2 separate regions of the Sus scrofa genome follow, and region 1 is linked to region 2. A link is a contact called in public promoter capture Hi-C data. All regions are on one chromosome and are shown on one strand. Each heading gives the region's core, a stretch centred on a gene start, on an enhancer-like site or on the middle of the called end of the contact. The rest is flanking DNA. Distances are from core to core; before and after follow the strand shown.

Region 1 (5,174 bases), core at 354-2,853, 130 kb before region 2:
GTGACAGAGCCTATGCAGAAAAATATTAAAAGGTAAGAAGCTAAAGGTAACACAGGCAAAGGCACAATTCTGCTGAAGGTACAAAGCTGAGGAAAGATGGGCACCTTTGAACAGGTCACTAACATACGGAGAGGGATCAAGTCACACAAGATACCTAAAGGGAGAGTGTTCTAGACAGAAGGAAGCATCAGCAAATGCAAAACTTCTGGGGCAAGAGTATACGACTATTCAGTGCTTCTGGAACAGTGGGTGAGACCAAGGAGAGCGGGAGACAGGCAGATGAGACCAGAGAGAGGCTGGGGGACCGCATCAGGTGTCCAGAGTAAGCATGTGCAGGTTTCCTGCTAAGAGCAAGGGGGAAAGCCAGTGCTGATTGATCTGCATCTACGAAGGACTGTTCTGGCTGCTGCCTCAGAGGCAAAAAGGCTGAAATTGAGAGCGCTTTATTTAGGAGTCTCAGTCCAAGAGAGAGGCTGGGGGCCAGAGGTGATGGCACAGCATCAGTTTTAGAAGATACTGTGAGTTTAGAATAAACAGGTTTTACAAAATCTGGGGAAAAAAACAGGTAGTTCCAAGGTTTTGACCAAAGAAGAATGTAAGGTTTTGACTAGAAGAATGTAACAGGCACTTCTTGAATATGGGCGGGGCAGGAATGGATGAGAGAGGGGGCAGGTGCAGCACTGGTTTGGGACACCTCAAGGTCACTGCAGAAGGCAAGCAGAGTTCAGGAGAGAAGCAGCATGCCGCACGCTGCCGAAGGGGCTGCTACAGCCATGCTGACGGATAAATGGATTTCGCCATCAAGGTCATTATTAGCCTTGGTAAGTGGCCTGACTCTAGGGGTTCCAAAGAGAATGAGAGGGGAGAGGATATTAACATGAACATCAATAATAGAGGAGACAGGCTGTTTAGAAATTTTCTTTCAAGGAATTCTGCTGTAAGTAAAAGAGACGAACAGCAAGAGGGAGACAGATTAACAGAGGGTTTATTTTATGGGAGAAACTACAACATGTTTTGTTTACTGATGGGAATAATCTAGTAAAGAAGTAAATAACGACAAAAAGCAGGGATACTTTCCAGGGTGGTGTCCTTGCAGAAATGAGAAGGGATCTGGGGGCACAAGGCAGGCATGGACAGAGCCGGAAAAAACATCCCAGACCGAAGCTTGTTTCCATCCTCTCGCCTTCCACGTCCCGCAGAGCTGGGCTGCTCTAACCCCGGGACAGGTGGGAAACACAGCAGGATGGTCTCAGGCTTGGACACCCATCACACGCATGTCCCCCTCCCTCTCAGGTGACACCACCTGTGCCATGTGCCCCTATGACAAGAGGGATGATGGCGCTATTAGGGACAGAGCACGGAGGCAGCTGGAGGGGCAGTGGGCGTGGGGGACGGGAGCAGAACACAGTAACCTCCACGGAGCCCTCGCACGCATCCCCCTGGAAAGCCTGGGGTCTCGCTGCCATTTAAACTGGATTGCTGGTTCCAATCAGTCTGCAGCATGATCCACTTCTTCCGGTTAAAGCTCATCAAGGTTCAAAATTCCTCATGTGTAACACGATGAGTCAGACCTACATACCTCCAGAAGTCCCCTCCTGCTCTAGCACCACTAAGGCTGCCACCAAGAGGCTGCAGGCGGCCTGGCCACCCTCTTGCTGCCAGAGCAGTACCAGCATGCTGGCCACTGAAACCCGCCATCTGTCCCAGTGGCCTGTGACTTCGGGTAAATACCCCCTGCTGGACCTCACCGCTCCTCCCACACCACCCCAGCCCCACCCTCAGTCCTCACTCAGCAAGTCCCACAGCCCGCAAGGCCCAGCAGAAGGCCAACTTTGTTTTGGCTGTTCCCTCGGCCTGCGGAAATTTCAGGGCCAGGGATCCAACCTGTGCCCACAGCAGTGACAACGTTGAATCCTTAACCCACTGCGCCACCAAAGACCTCTGGAATGCAACTTCCTTAATGAAGCTTTTTCTGGAAGTGCAACACTGGGTCTTTCACGTCGCCTGCCTCTCTGCCAGCCTCCCCACACCAAACCCAAACGTCACACACCCCTCTTTTTTTTATGAAGCCTTTTGTTGTATCTTGCTGTGCTTCCCTGATAGCAAGTCACACGTATCTTTCTCACGCACCTCACAATCATGATGGCTTACCCTTAGAACTCGATGCATTTTTTTTCCCTTTCTTATACAAATAATGCATCACTCAATGACATGATGAGATGAAATAAGCTATCCTGACTCCTACAAAATAAGCAACTTCAGTTCGATTTTTATTACTCACAAATACCTCCTACATACTAAGAACTCCATCCAGCATTGATGAGATAAGAGCTCTGTCTAGAAATGCCCCACTGGCATTACCAAGGGTCGTGGACAGACTAACAACAGAACAGCTCCAGAGAGAAAGAAATCAAGGTTTAACTCTATGATCTTCCAGGATAGACACAGCTCCCTTTTTAAACAAAGAATACATCTGTTCTGCAAATGTGTACTAGTCCTCATTGCACACAGCTTTCCTTCCCACGGAGTCTGGTCCACACGTCGACAGGGGACACAGGCAAGAAATGTCCCAGACCCCAGAGCATTATTAGAGAAAGCCGAACTTACTGCCCAACCCGTGGCAGCTGCCAGGGGAGCAGCCAGGCTGGTGCCCCGTGCAGCTTACAGAGATGCCAGCACTTACACAGCAGGAGCTCAATCTGGGGAAAGAGGAGGATAAGCCATTTCTTCAGGGAAAAAAAAATTGTCCTTCCTGTCGAAGTAGGGACCACCCTCAGGACAACTAGACCTGAGAGATCCAGCCAAGGGAAGGCAACCTCACAATCACAGCATCCCTTTCAAATATGGTTTCAAATAGTAAACCTCCATTCCTCAGACCAAGGAGCCCAGGACTTGCCTTCTGACACAAAAAGCATTTGTAAACGTCATCTTGTTCAACAAAATATTTGCAAAATGAATCCAACATATATAAAATGGTCAGACACCATGATAAAGTGGGATTTATTCCAGAGACTCAAGAATGGTTCAATATTCACCAATCAATCAATGTAATAAACCACAGTAACGAAAATCACATGATTATCGCAATAGATGCAGAAAAAGCATTTCACAAAATTCAATATCCATTCATGATTTTAAAAAACAAAAAACAAAACAAAACAAAACCCTCTCATCAGGAGTTCCCGTCTCGGCGCAGTGGTTAACGAATCCGACTAGGAACCATGAGGTTGTGGGTTCGATCCCTGGCCTTGCTCAGTGGGTTAAGGATCCGGCGTTGTGCCGTGAGCTGTGGTGTAGGTTGCAGATGTGGCTTGGATCCCGCGTTGCTATGGCCTGGCCTAGGCTGGCAACTACAGCTCCGATTAGACCCCTAGCCTGGGAACTTCCATACGCCGTGGGAGTGGCCCTAGAAAAGACCAAAAAAAACCATGCCTACGATTTCACAGTTTTGGAATCCTATCTTTATAGATAGATGGTTCCAAAATTACTTCTATTTTTCAAAGTGGTGGTTACAAGCAGGCGAACTCTGTGCAGGAAGCCAGGTTTAAATCCTGACTCTGCCCCGTAATAGCCGTGTGATCAAACTCCTAATCCTCCCAGTGTCATCTCCTATAAAACGCTTAGTTGTTAAGATTAAATGAGTGAAATCCGGGAGAAGAACTACAACAGTAAATGGTAAAAGTAAGCACTTGATATAGGTTCCAGCTATCACAACTCCTGTTTTAAGATGCTTCAAAAAAGGGATCTGGCTTCCCTTAAATCTAGTTAAGACTCTAGCTGGCCAGAGGGTTTGCTGGATCTTAGATGAAATTTATAGGAAGCAAATGAAATTCAAATACAGCTAATAGCTCCCCTCTCTTACTGTGTAATTATGTGTACTCATTATTTGTGTAGCATGTTATTATTTAAATGTCCCTAATTTCAGCCCCAGCGGGCCAAGGGCCCTCAAAGAGTGGCCTCAGCCTTGGCCTCTGCCAACCCTTTCTGAAGCTTTTGTCAATTTATTACTGTGCGAAAAGTGGCATAATCTACAGCGGGAAGTAGACAGAAGGCTCTCATTCAGCAGAAATCTCAGTGCCGCCTCCCCTGAAGCCTGGCTACCACCAACAAGCTGTGACGGTGGCTCCAATTCCTACACAGACAATCCACAAGGCTGCTCCAGACTCACCATCGCTACCTCTAGCAGGACCAAAACAAAACAAAACAAAAAAGTGTGCCCTGTCACCTTAGAACCACAAAAGCAACACCAATGGCAAACATGGGTTCTAGGACATAAAATATGAGGTCTGTCTACTATCTTATGTCTGCTTGGGTTATTACTGCGCCATCAGACCTGCGCAAACAAGGCGGCCAGACTCCACCACTCAGGGCCAAGCTGCCAGTGTGTGAACCCTGATAACAGACACCAGGCCCCTGACCCCTGACCCGCCTCACACCGGAGGCGAGGGAGGACAAGGGGCTGCTGTGCACATCCCAGCAAGCCAGTGATTTAGCAGAAGTGATGTCAATTCATTTCCCAATTAGATCAAAATCCTATTAAGCCCATTCTATTGCCAACTCCAAATATCATCTTAAAATTGAATTTTCCCAGGAAACTCTGGAAAGACCAATAACCCAGAAACATCTTTGCTTAAATACAAGGGGAATCAACAAAACATCTTGTTTTCAATACTACCTCCATTCCAGGTTTTAAAGTAAGTACTAGATTCAAAGGCCTATGACTTGACCTGTAGTTCCCATGCTGCTGCTGCAAAATAACTAACTGTGTGACACAGCAAAGTCACAAACACAGAGACCACTCACCAAGCCCCCACACACCACGCGTCTCAGAGGTACCTCACTACCAGTGATCCCCAAACCAGCAAGCAGGGGAAGGGTGCACAGGGGCAGAAGCCCCACAAGCACCACCTGAGCTGGGGTACAGGCACTTGTGCTCACTCTGTCCCAGGTTCCCAGCACACTTCCCAGCCAGGGCTCAGTACTGGACAGTTTCAAACTCTTAACACCAGAGAACTTTCTGTCGCAATTAAAACTAGACCAATGGAATTGCTTCAACCTTTGAAAGGGAACCTTGAGGGAGTGGGGAACAAAAAATAAAAAATAAAACCAAAAGGAAAAAAAAAGCATGATTGTTAATAGCACTCCTCCCCAAGGTTAACCTTCGTGTGACCACA
Region 2 (5,679 bases), core at 954-3,453:
GCTGTGTTTAAAACCCTTCAGCTGCAGAATTATCTATAAACTTGACATTCACAGCCATTGCTTAAAACTACAAGTCAAAGGATGTGTTGTTAGGAGCACTTACGTATTTCTTCTGAATGATATTCCTCTTGGGTCTTTCCTTGCTCATTCTGAGATCCAAATGCTGATTGCAAAAGGGGACAATTGCTTCATGAATTTAAAGCCGTCAGAAATTTGCAAAAAAAATATCCTGGTGGTTTTTATTGTTGGTGGTGGTGGTGGTTGATCTTGTAATCCGACTTTTCTTCCTCTTCCCCCAAAGCCCGATTCGCCTTGAAATAAATCCGAAATTGGAAAGGAAAAAAAAAAGCCAAAAGACGAACGAAGCAAACAAAAAAAAAAAAATCACTTTAGTAAAACACTCATAATGGAAAATTTCCCCCGAAACACACACACAAAAAAAACCGACGCCCTTCACTCCCCCCCCTTTTTCCTCCAAAAACTACATCAGCGAAACGTGAAGGTCCTTAGTGTCTGATCCGTAGTTACATCTTGGAAAAGAAAAGGGAAAGATAAATAAAAAATGTTGGAAGTCACGTTTGTGCTGCAGCAGCAGTGCGAGCAGAAGAGTCAACTCCAGCGGCGGCGGCGGCGGCAGCACCACAGCGAGGGCTCGCCGAGTCTCTTTTTTCCAAGCCCCCTAACCAATGAGAGAGAAGCTATCCAGCCCAACTTTAAATGGACTCTGCTTTTATACAAGTTAGGGCTCCTCGGGTAATTCCCTGCCGGAGGCCAGCCGAAAACTCCCACAGCTGGGCCACCAGGCGCCCGCCTACCCCGGCACCGACCGCCCCTGGCCGGGCTCCGAGGACCCCTGCAGCTGGGTCGACCAGACATCCAAGAGGCCTCGACGAACCTTGCCCAGGCTACCCCTCAAGAATCGCTCCCACGCCAAGCCTAGGAGTGGAATTGAGAGAGGCTCCCTAGCTCAATGCATGGCACGCTCGGTCGCTCCACCTCACCCCCTTTCCCCAGCTTGCCGCTCACCCCACAGCCGCCGCACGCTAACCCCCGCCATTGCCCTCTTGTCTACCTGCAGCCGGGCTGCTGGGTGCCAGTGCCCCAGAACGCCCGGCCCCGGGGAGAGCCGCCTATTCCCGGGGCACCTTAGAATGGTCCCCTCGATCTTCTGGAAGTTGTAGTCTCCCGACTACAAAATGGCTATGGCCACGGGAGCTGAGAACTACAATTCCCAGCCTGCCCCGCAAGCCTGTCACTCAAACCCCCCTCCCTCCTCCCCGCCCCCTCCCCCTCCCCATCGCAGGCTCTGCCAACAAACGCTTGGACGTGTCCCGCGTGTGACACTGCGAGAGGCTGGCTCGGGATTGGCCCGCGGAGCGTGTGGTCCGCGAGCGAGGAACTCCCCACGCCGGCCCGCCCCCGCCCCCAGGTTCCCGGCCACGGCCCCCCTCCCCCCGCGGCGGCCGCCCCCCTCCCCGCACGCCCCGCCCCCACCCACGGCGCGAACCGCCTGTGGAATCGAGGAATCGCGCGCGCGCGCGCGCGCCGGCCCGCGCCGAGCGGCGGGGGAGGGACGCGCGGCGTCTCCGGGGAAGGCCTCGGAGCGGGGCGGCGCGGGGGGCGGTGGCAGCGAGGGGTTGGAGCCCGTCCTAAGGAAAACTGGGCCACGCACCAAGAGGAATCCTCGGTGCGAACTAGTTGATCGGCGGCGCCTGCTGCCTCGGCGGCGCAGCCGGTGTCACCTCAGGACACCGCCTCGCGTTTTCGCACGGAGCGTGCCGCGGTCGGGCTCGGGGGACCCTGAGGTCACCTCTGCACGCGCCCCGCGGCCGCACGCGCCCCCACGCTCGGAAAGGCCACCTCCCGGCGCGCGAGGTCGACGTCGGGGGTGCGGGCAGGGGGGCCAAAAGGGAAGCCCCTCGTCGCCGGCTCCTACGAAAGACCCCCCGACTTTGAGGAGATCGCGCTGGGTCCCGGCTGGTCCCGGCGTCTTTTGCGCCTGTGAGCGAGAGGAAAACGAGGGGGAGACCGGTGGCGTACGGACCCCGAGCCCCACAGACGTGCTCACCGCGAGGAAGCATCGGGAGTATCAACCGCGGCAGCCGGGCGAGAGCCTGCCTTCTACCTGCCTCTGGCTTGTGGTGCCGACCTCATCGTTGCTGGAAACGAAGCCGGAGGCCCTCGTGTCTCTCTTATGGCCTTTGCTTTCTGAACAACTTTGCCAAGTCGCTCTTAGCCATTCTGCGTTGTCAATTTCCTCGTTTTCACCGTGGTTTTCCAGAAGTAGTGTTTAAAATGAGCCTCTCCCAGGCAGTCCTTTAAAGAAATGAAAAGTGGGATGACTGCGCCCTCACATTCATTCCCCGTAACATTCAGTTCTCATTCCTTGGATTCGCCTTACCTCTAAAGTATCACAGTTGTGAGGTTTTGTCTACAGCAATGTTCGAAAAGAGAACCCAGTGTCTAAGAAGGTCTCAGAAACTGGAGGTGAGAGACCGGGTTTCAGATCACCCCTGCCCCTTCCCGAAAGCTAGATGGCCTCTCTGAGCTGGTCAGTTTCCTCATCTGCAAATTAGCGATCAATAAGCATTGTGGGGTGGATTATATAATAATTACGTTAACCCAGCTAAGAACCATTTTACTGAAAGTTTTCGGTAAATGAAATAAAATGCTGCTTTAAAATTGTTTCATTATTACTTTACCTTTTAAAAAATCTGCTTTCTAAATTGAAACAATTTGTCATAGGTTCATTTCACATTCAGAAAAATAAATGACCTTCTGTGCCTTCCTTTGGCAAAACTTGGCCGATGCTGTTTGCTGAGGAGGGGACCAATAGAACAGACTCCACTTTTCCTTATTGGCCACCCAAGTGACTTTATGGTTAGGTTACAAGGAGGTGGTTTCAAAAGACTTTCTGATCATTATGACCCATATATTGGCAGTCTCCACTTCTCCACACTCTTAGGGTTTTAACCAGCTTTCAGGAGGTTTAATGTCGGATCTGTCCTTCCCCAGGCAAAATATTAAAGAACAAAGGTGGGTTTCTTCTAGGTTCCCTCAGCCACTCCCTAAGGCTGGACTGCTCCGGTCCTGGGCCTGTCAACTCCCCTGCTGGGCTACCAACTCCAGGTCACCACATTTGAAAAACCATCCCAGTTTCAGCTTGAAAGGGAAAGGAAGGAATTGCTCCTTCCCAAAAGATTTGGATAACATTAGTGTTGTGTTCCCTGAAAAGGGAAATAGATTGGCTCTTTTAGCAGTTGAAAGCCTTTCCTGTTGTGGAAGTAGCTGTCTCCTGATGAGCTTCCTTTCCCTGCCATCTTGGCAAGACCGTGTATTACCTTTCCTGTCTTTTTCCTCCTCTTTTTCATTTTCTATTAATCTGATTCACTCTCTGTGCTGATGATTTTAACACCTCCCAGCTCTTATCTTGACCTCTTCAGGTCTCAGGGTGGGGGAACACATTTCTAGGTACAGGGCTTCCGCAGGACTTATATGCCAGCAGTGGCCTCATCCATGAGGACACAGCAAGAGAGGCCAAAGTCCTTTGTGAAGAAACACGGAGTAGAAAAGGCAGACTCTGGAATCAATCATGATAGCTGTAAACAGGGCTGTATTTGCACCATGGAAAAGGTGTTAAAGGGAATACATAGCTGAGGTGATCAGGAATGAGGAGTTTTGAAGGATGAGTAGGAGTTCAGCAGCTTGAGATAAGCCACAACTTTCCAGCATGGAAAAAAAAAATCAAGAGAGGAGTTCCCTGGTGGCCTATCAGATTAAGGATCTGGCATTGGAGTGAGTTCAATCCTTGGCCCAGAAACTTATGTATGCAGTGGGTGCAACCAAAAAAAATTCCTGAGATTTAAAAAAAACAACCTTGGAATTCCATTGTGGCTCAGAGATAACAAACCCGACTGGTATCCCTGAGGATGCAGGTTCAATGCTGGCCTTGCTCAGTGGGTTAAGGATCCGGCGTTGCCGTGAGCTGTGGTGTAGGTGGCAGGCACAGTTCAGATCTGATATTCCTGTGGCTGTGATGTAGGCTGACAGCTGCGCCTCCGATTTGAACCCTGGCCTGGGAACTTCCATATGCAGCAGGTGCAGCCCTAAAAAGCAAAAAAAGAAAAGTCGTTCTGATTGTGAGAAATGAGGTTGAGGATTGAAGAAAAGAGAGGCAGGGGAAACTGGAGACCAGTTGTAATGTAATTGCATAAATGAGGTGAGAAATTTTTATGATCTGAATCCAGCAGATCAAGCAGAGAACAAGTTGAAAGTAGAGCATGTCAGAAGTCCATAGGACTTGGGAACTGGTTAGCTGGAGGGAATGATGACTAATAGCATAGAGTCTAAAAATCATTCCCTTAATCTTAACTTTTGTGCTCTTAATTAGATCAAATATCCACTATAGGAAGACTGACAATATGATGGAAGAGAAAGACGTAGCAAATTATCAGACACAAATAAGAGCAGGCTCTTACTATTCTAGGTCCAAATGTGTACAGGCACACGGAGATTCCGGGGGCTAGGGGTCCAATCGGAGCTGTAGCCACCGGCCTACGCCAGAGCCACAGCAATGAGGGATCCGAGCCGCATCTGCAACCTACACCACAGCTCACGGCAACTCCGGATCCTTAACCCACTGAGCAAGGCCGGGGAACGAACTTGCATCCTCATGGATACTAGTTGAGGTCATTAACCACTGAGCCACAATGGGAACTCCAGGCAATCATATTTAATCACGCATTCTAGTCCACCATTTGATTTCCTATAAGAAATGACAAGGAAAGAATTAAAAAGTTGGATTTCCTGTTATGGCTCAGTAGTTAACGAATCTGACTAGCATCCATGAGGACGCAGGTTCAATCTGGCATTGCTGTGGCTGTGGTGTAGGCCAGCAGCTCCAGCTCCAGTTCAACCCCTGGGAAGCCTGGGAACTTCCATATACCGCTGGTGTGGCCCTAAAAACCAAAAAAAAAAAAAAAAAGAAAGAAAGAAAGAAGGTTTGGAGTTGGGAGTTCCCATGGTGGCTAGTGGTAACGAACCCTGTCCATGAGGACGTGGGTTCAAACACTGGCCTCACTCAATGGGTTAAGGATCTGGTGTTGCTGTGGCTGTGGTGTAGCCCTGCAGCTGTAGCCCTGATTCAGCCCCTAGCCTGGGAACTTCCATACGCCACAGCTGTGGCCCTAAAAAGAAAAATAAAAAAAGAACTCAAGGTTCATCTTTGCCAGAAATCCTGCCTTAACAGCCCATCTTTCTGCCTTTTGTGTTATATGCTTACTTGCTTACATTCTCAAAATTTGTCTTATGTTCCCATCTCCTCTCCACATAAAAAATAAGCTTTCTAATGTCCGAGACCGTATTGACTGTTTCTCAAACCCTCCCTAACACTCCAGAAACTTTTTAGAATTTGGAAGAGTCTGGTAATTGCTTACCAATGAATAATATTTCACGAAAAACTATACTGCCTGACTCTTTAGAATTTTACCATACATTTAGTCTGTTGACTATCATCTCCACTTCCATTTTGGAACACTACTGTTTATCTTCTTATAGTACCCAATTCCAACAGAGTATTGTGCACTCTTTAAGGCCCCAGCTCCAGTCCTTTCTCCACTTTAGCCTGGGCTTCCTCACTCCTTAATTCTCACTGCCGCTGTTAATTCAGCCACTTTTTTT

What was found. Promoter capture Hi-C pulls out the DNA fragments that hold promoters and counts their contacts.
Region 1: a contact with region 2 is called in a promoter capture Hi-C map of fetal liver, with 2.3 times the contacts expected there. The contact joins the enhancer-like site here to the promoter of JARID2 in region 2. A contact is called at or near these places in 2 of 5 promoter capture datasets (fetal liver and liver), 6 of 47 Hi-C or Micro-C datasets (brain, embryonic fibroblasts, fetal heart ventricle and 2 more) and 2 of 2 datasets of contacts at active chromatin or transcription factors (alveolar macrophages and skeletal muscle).

Annotation. Positions count from the first base shown.
Region 1 is chr7:11,481,625-11,486,798 of Sscrofa11.1, reverse strand. All of the region lies in intron 3 of JARID2 (protein Jumonji), which reads right to left. Among named protein-coding and RNA genes, the nearest start is that of JARID2, 130 kb to the right of the region's middle. Within about 2 kb of position 1,603, at least 10 of the 83 cell types and tissues checked have an H3K27ac peak or open chromatin away from gene starts, as enhancers often do. A contact at or near this core is called in fetal liver, where this site is marked.
Region 2 is chr7:11,354,767-11,360,445 of Sscrofa11.1, reverse strand. It overlaps JARID2 (protein Jumonji), which reads right to left and starts at 2,203. Exons shown (of 19, transcript XM_021100205.1): 1 at 2,069-2,203; 2 at 104-311. The coding sequence starts at 148.